Linked DNA regions of Triticum aestivum: region 2 is linked to region 1. Evidence: chromatin contacts called from public Hi-C data. All regions are on one chromosome and are shown on one strand. The core of a region is the stretch at or near the end of the contact, and the rest is flanking DNA. Distances in the headings are between cores, read along the strand shown.

Region 1 (6,025 bases), core at 3-2,502:
ACACCTAGCGCATCAGTCTCGGGGCGTCACAATTAGGCACCGCAGCCGTCGTGTGCCCTTGCCGTCTTTGTCGCCCATCTGCTTCTGATCTCCCTGCTTTGCCGCTCACGATCGGATTTCTACGACGACTCAGCGATGCAACCTACTTCATTGCTTCCCCCAAGATCATGTTAACACACTACACTATACTAATCTCTCTCAGTTCTCATCTCGTAGTAGTGTTGAAATTATACATTAGACTTTAGTTGTTTTGTTTTCCGATTTGATATGCTATGGAGAAATCATCCCTTGATGTGTCCTAGAAATTACCGTGATGCAAATTATCTTGTATGAGTTCCTATTGTGATTCAAAAAAAAATCTATGAGGACCTTACACAGAACACAAACAATATAGCTAATTCTGAAATTGAAATTCAACTATGGGGAGGCAAAATGCTGTCAAACACTATTACAATTAATTTGTTTCTAAGTCGGCTACTTATAAAATTGAAATTCCTCAACCATAAGGACGAAAAATGCTACCAAACATCATTAAGATTAATTTATCTTCTAAGCCAGTTGCTTCAAATTCTTGTACTGAAATTGTTATTAAGGCTTATGTGCAAGGTCTCAACCTTGTTCTCTAGAATTATCTTTTGCACTGGATTTTTTTTATCTACTTAGCTTGGCCCCCCTATACCCAAATCCTGGCTCCGCCCGTGCCCAAACTCGTCTGTCAAGTCACACCACCACGCATCAGCACACCATCCCCAGCTCCACATTGACTTGCCCTCGGCTCCTCCACGGCGCTCCTTCGCCCCTCCTTGTCATCGCATCCTCCACAAACTCTAGAAGCTCTACATCGTCACCGCTCACGTCCTCCACAAACTCTAGAAGCCCTACATCGTCACCGTGTCATCCCATAAGATGTCTCCGCTCCAGTGTCGACACCTCTTGCCTCAGAGCGCCTCCACCCTAGTCTAGAAATGGCTCTCCCACCTCATCGATTTTGTGAATGACGGTGGAATGATGACGCGGATGGAGAGAGATAGAAACAACCACGCACTCATTGTTGGATCTCACGTGTTGGTGTAATTTAGGGGATGCCACTTGAATTGGAAGCCAAATTTGAGAGCTGAAGACGAAGTATGGTCGACCATTCATTTCCGGCTACCGATGGAAATGACTCTAGGCCTAGAATTTTCGGCGGTTGTTTTGGCGCCCGAATCCCACATCTTCTTCTCAGAAACCCGCGCGACGGCCTCCCCATTCCTTGCCCGTCCGATCTCCTCCCCTCGCGGCGTCATCCTCTCATCAGCACCGTCCATTCGCCCGCTTGCCCCCCTGTCAAGTCCCCACCAATCGCCGCTTCTCTCCCCACCCCATCCCGTCTTCCTCGTCTCCGCCGGCCGCCGTCGCCTCTTCTCCCCCCCACTCCGGCAGGAAACAAGAAGGGGGAGAGCGCGAGGAGATGCAGCCCAAGATCAACACGTTCTTCAAGCGCCAGGCCACGGGGCCGGATCAGAACAGGTTCTTCTTCTCTTTCCCCGCTTGAAGCCGATCACTGCTCGTACCAAATCTCGCCGGTTCCGAGCCTAGCCTCACAATTGATGCATCTTGGAAGTATTCTGCACCGAATTGGTGCCTTCCAGATTCACCCTTGGACTGATCCGTGTCGATTGTTTTGGGCAGCGAAGCGGCGGAGGCGAAGAGGCCCAAGAGCTGCGGCGACGGCAAGGTCCTCAACAAGAAGAGGAACTACGGGCAGTTCCACCTGGAGCTGGGGCAGCCTGATTTCCTCCTCCATATGTGCGCGGTCTGCGGCATGATGTACGCCCGCGGCAACGACGAGGACGAGAAGGTCCACAGGGCATACCACAAGGGCTACTCCGAGGGCGTCCCGTTCAAGGTTCATTAGGCCCCGCTTGTTCTTTTGTGAATTGCAGTGCCATTACCCTTGTTTCTTGTGTTTCTATGGGTGAAGAGTTTCTGACCGACGAAATGTAGGGTTGGCGCAAGGAAACCGTGGTTATGAGGTCCGAGGGCGGTGACCGGATAATTCTAGCAAGCGGTGAAAATTCCTGTATACGGAACAGCAAGGTAATTGGCCAAACTCGCTTTGTTATGTTCTGATGCATGCCTTTCTGAAGAAATTCAGACTGTAAGTTTGCTGATAGCTGTAATCTGTGTGCATGCGTCCGTGCTTACTGCTGAAAGCCTGAACCACTTCACAACCAGTCCACATTTTGACATTAGAAACCCAGATGCAAATTGCACAGATGTTGAGATTTAGGATGCAAACCATTTAACATCATGTACACATTTCAGGTTCAGGAGGTGATCAAAGTGGTGGAGAAGGAGCTGGGGTTTGGTGAAGGCCAGCTCCTTCATAAGCTCTGCAAGGTAGTAAGTCACAGTCGTAATTCCCGTGTATATAAGATATAACAGCATAAATGCAATATGCTGTGTTACTGAAGAAAGAACATCTCTGTTGCATAGGTGTATCTGTTTGTATCTGGTGGGAGGATAGCGGGATGTCTAGTTGCCGAACAGATAAAAGCAGCACACAAAGTTATTCCAAGCTCTGCATCGGAAAACCGAAGCAATTTGCCGGACAGTAAAACTGAATCAGCACAGGCAAACCATACATTGGAGTTTGGGAAAATAAGCTTCAAGAGGGAAGTCTTGCGGCGGCATAATCACCCCGACAAGAGCAAAGAAGAGTGCCAGGGCCCTGGCGCCATAGTCTGCGAAGAAGAAGCTGTGCCCGCGCTATGCGGATTCCGGGCAATCTGGGTGGTGCCATCACACAGAAGAAAGGGAATAGCATCGCAGCTAGTGGATGCAGCACGGTATTTTCTCTAGGCCCTTTCCGTGCAGCTTCCTCATGCCTTGAAAACTCATCACTGTCAAACATGCACCATTCTCCTTAACAAGGGGACATGATAGCATGATGTGTCAAATTTTCACCAGATTGCATTCATTCTTGCTAGACTAGCTGTGACTGATATCACCCTGCAAAGATAGATCGCTGGTTTATCGAGCTTGCCTCCCCTTTCCTGACGACGTTGCTTCCGTTGATCTCCTGCAGGAAAAGCTTCTGTGAAGGCGGCATGTTGGGGATCGCACAGTGTGCTTTCACGCCACCAACCTCTGAAGGGAAGGAGCTAGCGTCGAGATACTGCAAGACCAGTGCGTTCTTAGTGTACAGAGATGGAGATGTATAGAGAGGTGCTCCCAAAATTAGAAACCAAGTGTTGAACAGTTGCAAAAGTCAGTCATGCTGAATACTTGACACATAAACAGGGCACATTCTGCTCTTAGCCTCTTACAGTGCCGAGGTCGTCATGTTTTTCTTCCTTTAGCAAAGATAGGCGAATGCTGTTAAAGGCTACTGTATTTTATTATCAAGTTTGTCAATATAGCTGACTCTTAGTTGGTCCATGTTTTTTTATGTTTCTCTCCTCCAGCGCCTCTTTGACGAGGTGCACACCGGTACTGCTCAGCTCGACGGCGTGTATAGGGCCTATGTGGTCCTCCCCAAGGGCGACGACATCCCCTCGCCGGGAGTGTTCGGGCCGGTTTCATTTAAGAATGGCGAGGTGAAGATCCAATTTATAGGTACAAAAGGGGAAGTGGAAATGGACCCCTCAAGGTTAAATTTCAGAAAAGGAATATTTCAGGAAAAGATCAATATTGGATCCATGGGAAACGTGTTGTCGTTTCAAGCAATGACCCTAAACCATACAAAGATGACAAGGGTGAATGCAATCCTAGAAAGAGCAAACGGATGGGCAGTCCAGATCCATAAATTTACAACCGCAAATATTAATGAGGATACACTTGTTAGTTTGTACTCCCTCCGTTCCCGAATATAAGTCTTTCTAGAGATTTCAACAAGTGACTACATATGGAGCAAAGTGAATGAATCTACACTTTAAAACATGTCTACATACATCCGTATGTTGTAGTCCAGTGGAGATGTCTAAAAAAACTTAGGCCTCTTTTGGTTCATAGGATAGGATTATCATAGGAATAGGAATCTTGTAGGAAATGAGATGACATGTATCTCAAATCCTATGAGTAGGAATAGGAAACAAGATGTCATTTGGTTGACACCAAAGGAATTTTTCCATTGAGTCTAGGCTCTTTTTTATTTTCCTATGAAATGTGGAGGATAGGAACCAATCCTATGTAGGAATAGGAATCCATTCCTATGAACCAAAGGGCTCTAAAGGAAAAAATCCTATAAGAATCCTATCCTCTAGAATTCCTATGAAATTCCTCTAAACCAAAGGAGGCCTTATATTTAGGAACGGAGGGAGTAGGATACTTTGGTCAATATGTGGGCTTATTCGGTTTGGAGGATTTCATAACGTAGGAATTAGGACTAGTATAGGAATTTTATAGGATGACACTTCCATCCTAAAGAATTGACTCGCCTCGTTCCTACGCGTAAAATGAGCTTTGAGTGGATGTGCAATTTCCTCCAAAAACACAGGAAATGAACAGTATTCCTATGAAATTCCTATACACATTTCTTACAAACCGAACACATCTACAGAAAATTTTCCTCCGGGATCCTTGTTCCTATATGTTTTCTATGAAAATCCTCTAAACCGAATAGGCCAGAATTGGTACATGAACCAGTTCTGCTAATATCGTGTGACCTCATGAATTCAGATTATCCAATCGGCCGTTATCAGCTGCCTTGATTTACCAAGTTGAGGCAGGATTTTGCTGCAACATGATTATCACGGGATGAATATAAGCTACGAGATTAGACCAGATGGAAAGCTTCATCACATACATAGAGATGAATGACACGACTTCGCGGAGAAAATACAACACTGATATTGGTACCATTGTGTTCTAATTGTCGGTTATGATGAAAACGAGGGATGCATGTCAATTTGGTTACATGAGGGTCAGTCATGTTTAGACGATTGTAGAGAAAAATAGCAGTAGGCAAACACAACCAGAGTCGCTTGAATTCTCATATATTTCATAAAGAAAAAAGAACCGCACAAATATAACATATTTCATAAAGAAAAAAGAACCGCACAAATATAACATTTAATCGCCAGTGATTGCGTTATCCAAGGGTTGGCTGATCTAAAATGCTTGTGTAACACGAACTTGAACAAAAGCTCAATAGATACATCATATTCTAATGTTTCCTGCTGATGGGCCGTGGATGGCAGCAGCTGCGTACTCATCAACTTCTGCTTTCGTCAGCGATGGCCTTAGCGACCTTATTGCAGCCTCAAAGTGAGCCTTGTGTATTGAACTGGCTGACAGGTCTTCCCTCAGTGCCGCCATTCCTGCTTCCCTGCACAGGCCTTCGAGATCAGCACCGGTGAACAGCTCGGTGCGCTCCGCTATCTCCCCAAGGTCCACATCCTCTCCCAACTTCATCTTCCGTGTATGGATGCGTAGTATCTCATGCCTGCCTTGCGCATCTGGCGGTGGAACGTACAACACCTGCAGTCCAAGAAAGTTATGGTGGCTGCAGATGTGCATGCTATAGAGGGACACAGAGACAGGGGGGTACCATATCAAAACGCCCAGGACGGAGAAGAGCCGCATCGATCGCCTTGGGACGATTAGTAGCAGCCAAAACAATAATCCCCTACAACATATATCAAGATAGCCTTTTATTACAAAGCGAAGTAGGGATTCAGTAGAATTAAGTTGAAAACTATCAGCAAGCTAAGATGTACCGTAGCCAGTTCTAAACCATCCATTTCAGTCAACAAAGTTGATAGGAGTCTTTCTCCTACTGTGGCATTGCCACTGTCCCCACTAGGACCAGTTCTGCAAGATCACACAAGTGCCAACCTAAGTTATTTCGTTGCAAAACTAGCATCTCGACGGACAGTCAGTACTCGGTTGCAGAAAAGAAAAGATTCACAAGTGCACAACTGAAGTTCACATAAATCTCGGTTCTGGTCCTGATAAACAAAATTCAGGAACAGTTTCTAAGAACATATGTTAACACTCTTAATTCCTATTTTTTTAAATCCACCTGTGAGATACACACGGA
Region 2 (6,531 bases), core at 308-2,807, 310 kb after region 1:
GAGGGCGGACAGCAGAGAAAACATCCATCCAGTGGCTTAATTAAATGAGATCATGATGAAAGGAGATGATGGCTTGTAAGGGTACGGCGAGACGGGATTAAGCGGGCACCCGAACATGGCCGTATGCGGCGTGTCGCAAGCTGGCGTACACAGTTTAAGAGCGTCTACAATCAGACTTGGCAAATCTAGCCCCTCAAACGTCCGCGTTCAGGTTGTCCACGAGCACTGACCAGACATCTTTCAAATGTCTGCGGACGCGTTCGGGTATGTTCATGGGCACCGGCGTACACAGTCTAATGTAAGCGTGTAGCGCTGGCCGGGCGAACCAAACAAATGTGCTTTGTCCGCTTTCTATCCGTTTAGATTGATAAAGAGACATTTTATTTGAGTCGGTAGGTGCATCTAACAGGAGGCATATGTATTTTAGCCCACGTGACCGAAATAAAGTTAAAAAAATATAATTAAACATAACTGGCCGGTCAACCACTGGCCAAAGTCCTCTTAAACATAAAACACTGCCCGTAAGCTGCCTTAGTCGTCCGTCCTGCCCTTGCTCTTGCCGTCTTCGTCAGTATGAGGTCGATAAAGACGGGAGGCAACCCAGCCCAACCGAACACGGTTTGATAGGCCGCCAGGGCTGCCTCCTCCGGTCTTAGGCGTCAGGGGGGTGAACGGCGGCACCACGTAGTCGCCGGCTGCAAAGAGGGCGAGGGCCTCCGCCAACCTTGCCTGGTAGTCCGCCTCCTCCGCCTCTGCCTTGAGCCACTCGTCCTCGATGGAGGTCTTCACGGCCGTCGCCAGCGCCGCCTGGTAGGCAGCCCCCTCCTCCTTCGGCTTGACGACTAAGGGGAGGCGGGGGGTTTGTGTGGTCGTGATGCACGTCGAGGCCATGTTGCTCCTTGTTCTCGAGGGCAAACCCGACCTCCCAATGGGAAGAGTCTGGCGCGTACTCCGGCATCAGTCGCTGCTTCGGCGTGAGCAACGACCGGCACTTACGCATCTCCTCGGCGTGCGTCCACTGCGGATCGAGATGCCAATCGCGCGGCAACATCATGTCCGGGTACGACAACTACTACCTGAACTTCCATTGCCATCGTGCTTGGTGCATAGAAATTTGCAGTCGCTGCCTCACGAGGCAAGCACGCGTTAGCGACGACGAAGGAGGAAGAGCGCGGGAGGACGAAGCGTCGGGGGCAAACTTCCCCTTGCTTTTGCCGAAGCCGTTGAAGAAACCCATTGCTAGAGTTTGGTTGTCACCGGCGAAGAAGCACGCGTGGATTATCTCATGACGCTTTCATTGGCTGGTGCATGGGCCAAGGGTCGATGACCGCTATTAATATGACTGCGTTCGGTCGTCAGCCGACCGACATGTGGAGCTGTGGCGAACACCGAGGAGACGCGCCAATGCATTTCAGTTTAAATTTGAGCCTGAAATGGGTCGACGCGGACATGAAACGGATGCGTTTTTGGTTTGAATCGACATGTTGGACCGGTGTTTTGATCCGCGATGATTTAAATGAATATGGGTGGACGAAATTAGTCGTCCGGTTGGAGTTGCTCTTGCAGCAGCTGGCTCATACAGGAACGGGGCGACGCGTCCGGTAGCACACAGCCGCTGCGTGCCGCCCCCGTGCTCGCCGCCAAAACAGTGCCAACGCGCTGCAAGCTTTGGGCGTGTCACGAACTCACGATAGACAGATTCTCCTTCCCGGCCAGCAGCATTGTTTCCTTGCTAGCGCGCGTCCTCTCTCTCGCTAGCTAGCTGGTTCCCACCGCCGCCCGCTGCTGCCGCCGGGCGGTGATAAATCCGTGTGTACTCGCCCGGAAGCAGGGCTAGCTCACGAGCTTATCTAGTGCCTCCGTGATGGATCGGGGTCGGAGGCGGCAATGGGGCGTCGTATGCTCGGCGCTGCTCCTGTCGGCGCTGCTGGCGGTCGCCTCCGCGCAGTCGCCGTCCCCGGCGCGGGCACCCAAGCCAGCACCGTCTCTTCCCGCGGCGCTGCGGGCGGCTCCACGGCCGTCGTCTCCTGCCGTGCCGGCGCCCAAGGCCCCTGCCGCGTCGCCGGCGCCGAAGCAGACACCTAGCCCTTCGGCCTCGCCGGTGCCGAAGCCGCCGACTCCGCGCGCGCCAGCGCAGGCGCCAAAGCCATCGTCTCCAGCTGCACCCTCGGCATCACTGGTTCCAAAGCCGCCCGCTCCACGTGCGCCGGCGCAGGCCCCAAAGCCGCCGTCACCACCTTCGGCGTCCCCACCACCACCAGCGCCACCGCTTCCAAAGCCGTCACCTCCACCCCCGGCGCCGTCAGCACCGAAGCCGTCACCTGTGGCCCCAGCGCCGGCTCAGAAGCCGTCTCCTCCTACGACCACTCCACCACCACAGAAACCATCTGCTCCTCCGTCTCCGACGAACTCATCCCCGCCGACGCCTTCATTGGCTCTGTCGCCCAACTTCTACGCCGCCTCCTGCCCGAGCGTGGAGCTGGCAGTGAACGATGTCGTCAGGTCGGCCTCCACCTTGGACCCCAGCATCCCCGGCAAGCTTCTCAGGATGGTCTTCCACGACTGCTTCGTAGAGGTATGGATTCGAAATAATAATATATTGTTACTCGTCTTGCATTTGGGAGATGTGTTCTACTAGCACTGCAACCATGCATTGGAGCTCACTACATGCAAACAAATGGTGACAAATGTGTGTATTCTCCTCATAGATTCTTATTTTGATTTAATTTCACATGTCCATGTTCTAGATCTAGGCCTCAATCAATCAAATTATCTTCCGGAAAATCATCTTGTTGTGATGTCATTGGAGCATTGCCTCGTCAGTTCTTACTATCTTGAGCAACTGTGATATTTGCCATGACCATGATCCTTCACCTCTCTTTAGTAAGAGAATTTGCTTTCCCCCTTTCCATATAGTGACCAAGGCCAAATGGTTATGCCAGACCAGTTGAGGCCTTTAGTTAGTAATAACACATAATGTATGTTCAAAACATTCGTTCATTGGAATGGTCTAGGCTACTTTTGCTAATTTGAGCTGGTTAGGTGCATTATTCAGACCCAAAACTTGAGCTATCATACATGTTTAAAGGTCGCCAATACATCACCAGATTTGACATCTTGCATATGTGTAACGGACAGCATTTTACACACATGTTTCTGAAATCTTACACGACAGATGCACCATGAGTTTCAACTTTCTAACCCTTTACCATCTCAGGGATGCGACGCGTCGGTGCTGATCCAGGGCAGCGGCACGGAGAGGACCGACCCGGCGAACCTCTCGCTCGGCGGGTTCAACGTCATCGACGAGGCCAAGAGGCTGCTCGAAGCCGTGTGCCCGGCGACCGTTTCTTGCAGCGACATCATAGTTCTCGCCGCGAGAGATGCCGTCACTTTTGTAAGTAGCATTGCAACCACCCAAACCCCATTGCACCCATTAACTTTGCTGCAACATATGCTTTCCCTTCCTACAGTTCTCACATACTATGATTTTCCTATTTGGTTTGGCCCTCTGATCAGTAGTACTTGGTGGTGAGCATAGGACATCATAAACTCCGCACTGAATGCCGCACGGATTAGATCGTGTAGCGTACGGTGGATCGAGTGGTCCTGGTTCCGTATGCGGCAATGGCTAGCTGAAACATAGGATCAGCGGGTCTGGCTAATGAATACATACAGATACGACGGGGAGAGGGGCCCTGGACAGCTTAGTGAACATAATCCCAGCTTATGACTGGGACCTGACCATTTGACATTTGTGCATATGATCAGTATGGCACATGATTGATGGTCCCAATTTAGGGTGAACGTGGCGAAGTGCAAATGTACATAGGTGGAATTCTGAAACTTCAGAGCAGTTTGTGCTCTGAAGATTTACCCTGCATGACTGCATTTGCTAATTTCAGGCCAATCGAGTTGCGGTAACATCCACATTCACCTATAGCCTCACTTTGGTACATAGTAAATTACCATTTCTACATGCGCATGTTCACTTGATCAGTATAGCACATGGCAGATGGTCCCAGTTAACGGCGATCATGGCAAAGTGGAAATGGACATAAATGGAATTCTGAAACTTCAGAACATACGTACTCTGAAAATTTACTCTGCATTTGCTAGCATCCACCATTCACCCATCCCTTCACTTTGACACATAGTAGATGGGCAACTGAATTAACCACATGTTTTGTTCTGGTGCTTTTGCAAGACTAATCTAAGTTCTTGGGTAAAACAATAGCTCAACTTGAAATTATCTGGAGAAGCCTTAGCTGACATACAAACAAGACAACTGAACTGATGCTCAATTTTGTGTTGTTCCAAACCAGACCGGAGGACCGTCGGTGCCCGTCTCCCTCGGCCGACGTGACAGCCTCGTCTCCCTCGCGTCCAACGTGAGAGCAAACATCATCGACACCGGCTTCTCCGTGGACGCGATGGCGGCGAGCTTCGCCTCCAAGGGGCTCTCCCTGGACGACCTCGTCACCCTCTCAGGTACACAATACAAACTCTCCCCAGTAAACATCACTTTCCTACCTAGACTGGTGATATCATTGGCAGCTTCGTTGATCTGACGGCGTGCCTCCGGCATATGGTGCAGGCGGGCACACGATCGGGTCGGCCCACTGTGGCACGTTCCGGGAGCGGTTTCGTCCGGACGCGAACGGGAGCATGGTGCCGGTGGACGGCACGATGAACGCCGAGTACGCGACGGAGCTGATGCGGGCGTGCGCGGCGTCGGGGAGCGCCGCGGTGGGCTGCGACGACGGCTCGGCGGCGGCGTTCGACAACCGCTACTTCAGCAACCTGCTGGACGGGCGCGGGCTGCTGCGCACCGACGCGGTGCTGGTGCAGAACGCCACGACGCGGGCCAGGGTGGCGGCCTTCGCGCAGAGCCAGGACAGCTTCTTCAGCAGCTGGGCCGGCTCGTTCGCCCGGCTCACCAGCCTCGGCGTCAAGACCGGCTCCGCCGGCGAGGTCCGGCGGCTCTGCTCCAGCGTCAACGGCTGATCGGTCGACCTCGGCATGGGCATGGGCATGTGCATGGACATGAGCATGTAATGATGTAACACAGAATACATAGGGGGATCGAACGTGTTGAGTAGCGAGAGCTGAGGATGAGGTTGATTCGTTTTGTAGCTGATGATGGTCGGGCCTTCTTTGCTTAGGCTGCATGTAATAGATGACGGCACGCGTTTTATCTGCGACCACAAATATCAAAACGAGCACGATGATGAATTAATACTTGGTTTTTGAAGCACGATTTGTTACCAAACTCCGTGCGGAAATTCATCGTTTGGCAGTGCAGTACCCGTGTGAGGGATACAGGATTGAATGCAGCAGCGTGCCAACAGTACCCTACCCACGGACTGACAGGCCACGCTCTGAGCTTTCAAAGCCGTCGACGGGACATGTCCTGCCTGATATGTCGTCGATGGGCCCCTTACGGCATGGACATTGTACATAATTGAGCACAGTTTGGGCTCTGTGCTTGAGTAGTAGTAGGGCTTGCTACAGTAACGATGCCGCTACGTGGGCCGCCGGTAGAGACGTCACGGACCGGAGCGGCCAGAAAGTGAGTAGAAGAAGAGGAAGGATCCAGCAGCGGCGGCCGAGATCGATTGGGCCCTTGCCTGCCTTTGTTTCGGAAAGAAAGGTTAGTGCAGCTGGGCTGCAACCATCGGCTAAAAAAACAGCTTTATATCTAAAAAAAGGCTAAAAAAACACGAAAAGAAGGAAACAAATTCGACGTGCTAGGCACCCGCGGCCCAGCTCCAGTCTTTCAACCAGACCATGGAAAAAAAACAACATATCACCATCCTAGAGCTATTCGTGCAATCTAGAATGAAAGCAGAAACAACAAGCGACCAACAACACGAACACGTTACAACAACTATTTGCTTTCCACCCCCACAAGCAAGAAACAACCCTTCTCACATCACGCTTTGGTGTTCTTGCACTTGCAGCTCCCAGAAGATCTTGGCTCATTATATTTGCACTGCATGCTGCAACACTTGTGGTGTCCCAATCGTAGGATTCTCGAATCTCCTGTTAAGACATGCCCAGTAGTTAAGCAAATAACACACATGAAGGCATGCTTAGATTGTTGCCCGCCCCACTCTCTCGGGGCGGATTGTGCGAATCCTAGCCACCACCACCCCAATCCTTCCCATCTCTATTCCTCCCATCGACGTCGCTGTATGATCTCGTCGGCCTAAGTCCAGGCGACCGGCGGTAGCGGCAGAGCTTTCCCCTCGTGCTGCGGCACATGTCCCCGATGGAGGGTCGCATCCCATCGCAGGGTCGAGCAACAACGGCATTCTTGTGTCGTTTCCCTACTTGGGGTGTTGTCCTGAAAACTTGCCTCACTCCACGCCTTCCTGGAGTTGAACGTGCGCGGCGCTACGATTGGCAAGTGTTCGACCGGTGGTGCAAAGCTGTCGGGATTCGAATTGTGGGGCAATGATGATGGTGGCATGAGGAGTTGGCTCGCCACGACTTCTTCGACGCCCGCCTGTCATGTCCCTCTGTTTG

Evidence for each region. A called contact is a pair of places that touch in the nucleus more often than the background predicts.
Region 2: a Hi-C map of leaf shows a contact between it and region 1, with 3 times the contacts expected there. The contact joins the promoter of LOC123189671 here to the promoter of LOC123185672 in region 1. A contact is called at or near these places in 3 of 5 Hi-C or Micro-C datasets (leaf and an unstated tissue).

The regions. Positions count from the first base shown.
Region 1 is chr2A:601,570,958-601,576,982 of IWGSC CS RefSeq v2.1, forward strand. It overlaps LOC123185672 (protein CHROMOSOME TRANSMISSION FIDELITY 7), which reads left to right and starts at 1,253. Exons shown (of 6, transcript XM_044597514.1): 1 at 1,253-1,509; 2 at 1,672-1,888; 3 at 1,987-2,079; 4 at 2,308-2,382; 5 at 2,479-2,831; 6 at 3,071-3,423. The coding sequence starts at 1,451. The coding sequence ends at 3,206. It overlaps LOC123189670 (cell division control protein 48 homolog B), which reads right to left. Exons shown (of 12, transcript XM_044602138.1): 10 at 5,703-5,796; 11 at 5,534-5,611; 12 at 4,963-5,463. The coding sequence ends at 5,143.
Region 2 is chr2A:601,876,188-601,882,718 of IWGSC CS RefSeq v2.1, forward strand. It overlaps LOC123189671 (peroxidase 46), which reads left to right and starts at 1,558. Exons shown (of 4, transcript XM_044602139.1): 1 at 1,558-2,575; 2 at 3,218-3,397; 3 at 4,326-4,491; 4 at 4,598-5,239. The coding sequence starts at 1,865. The coding sequence ends at 5,007.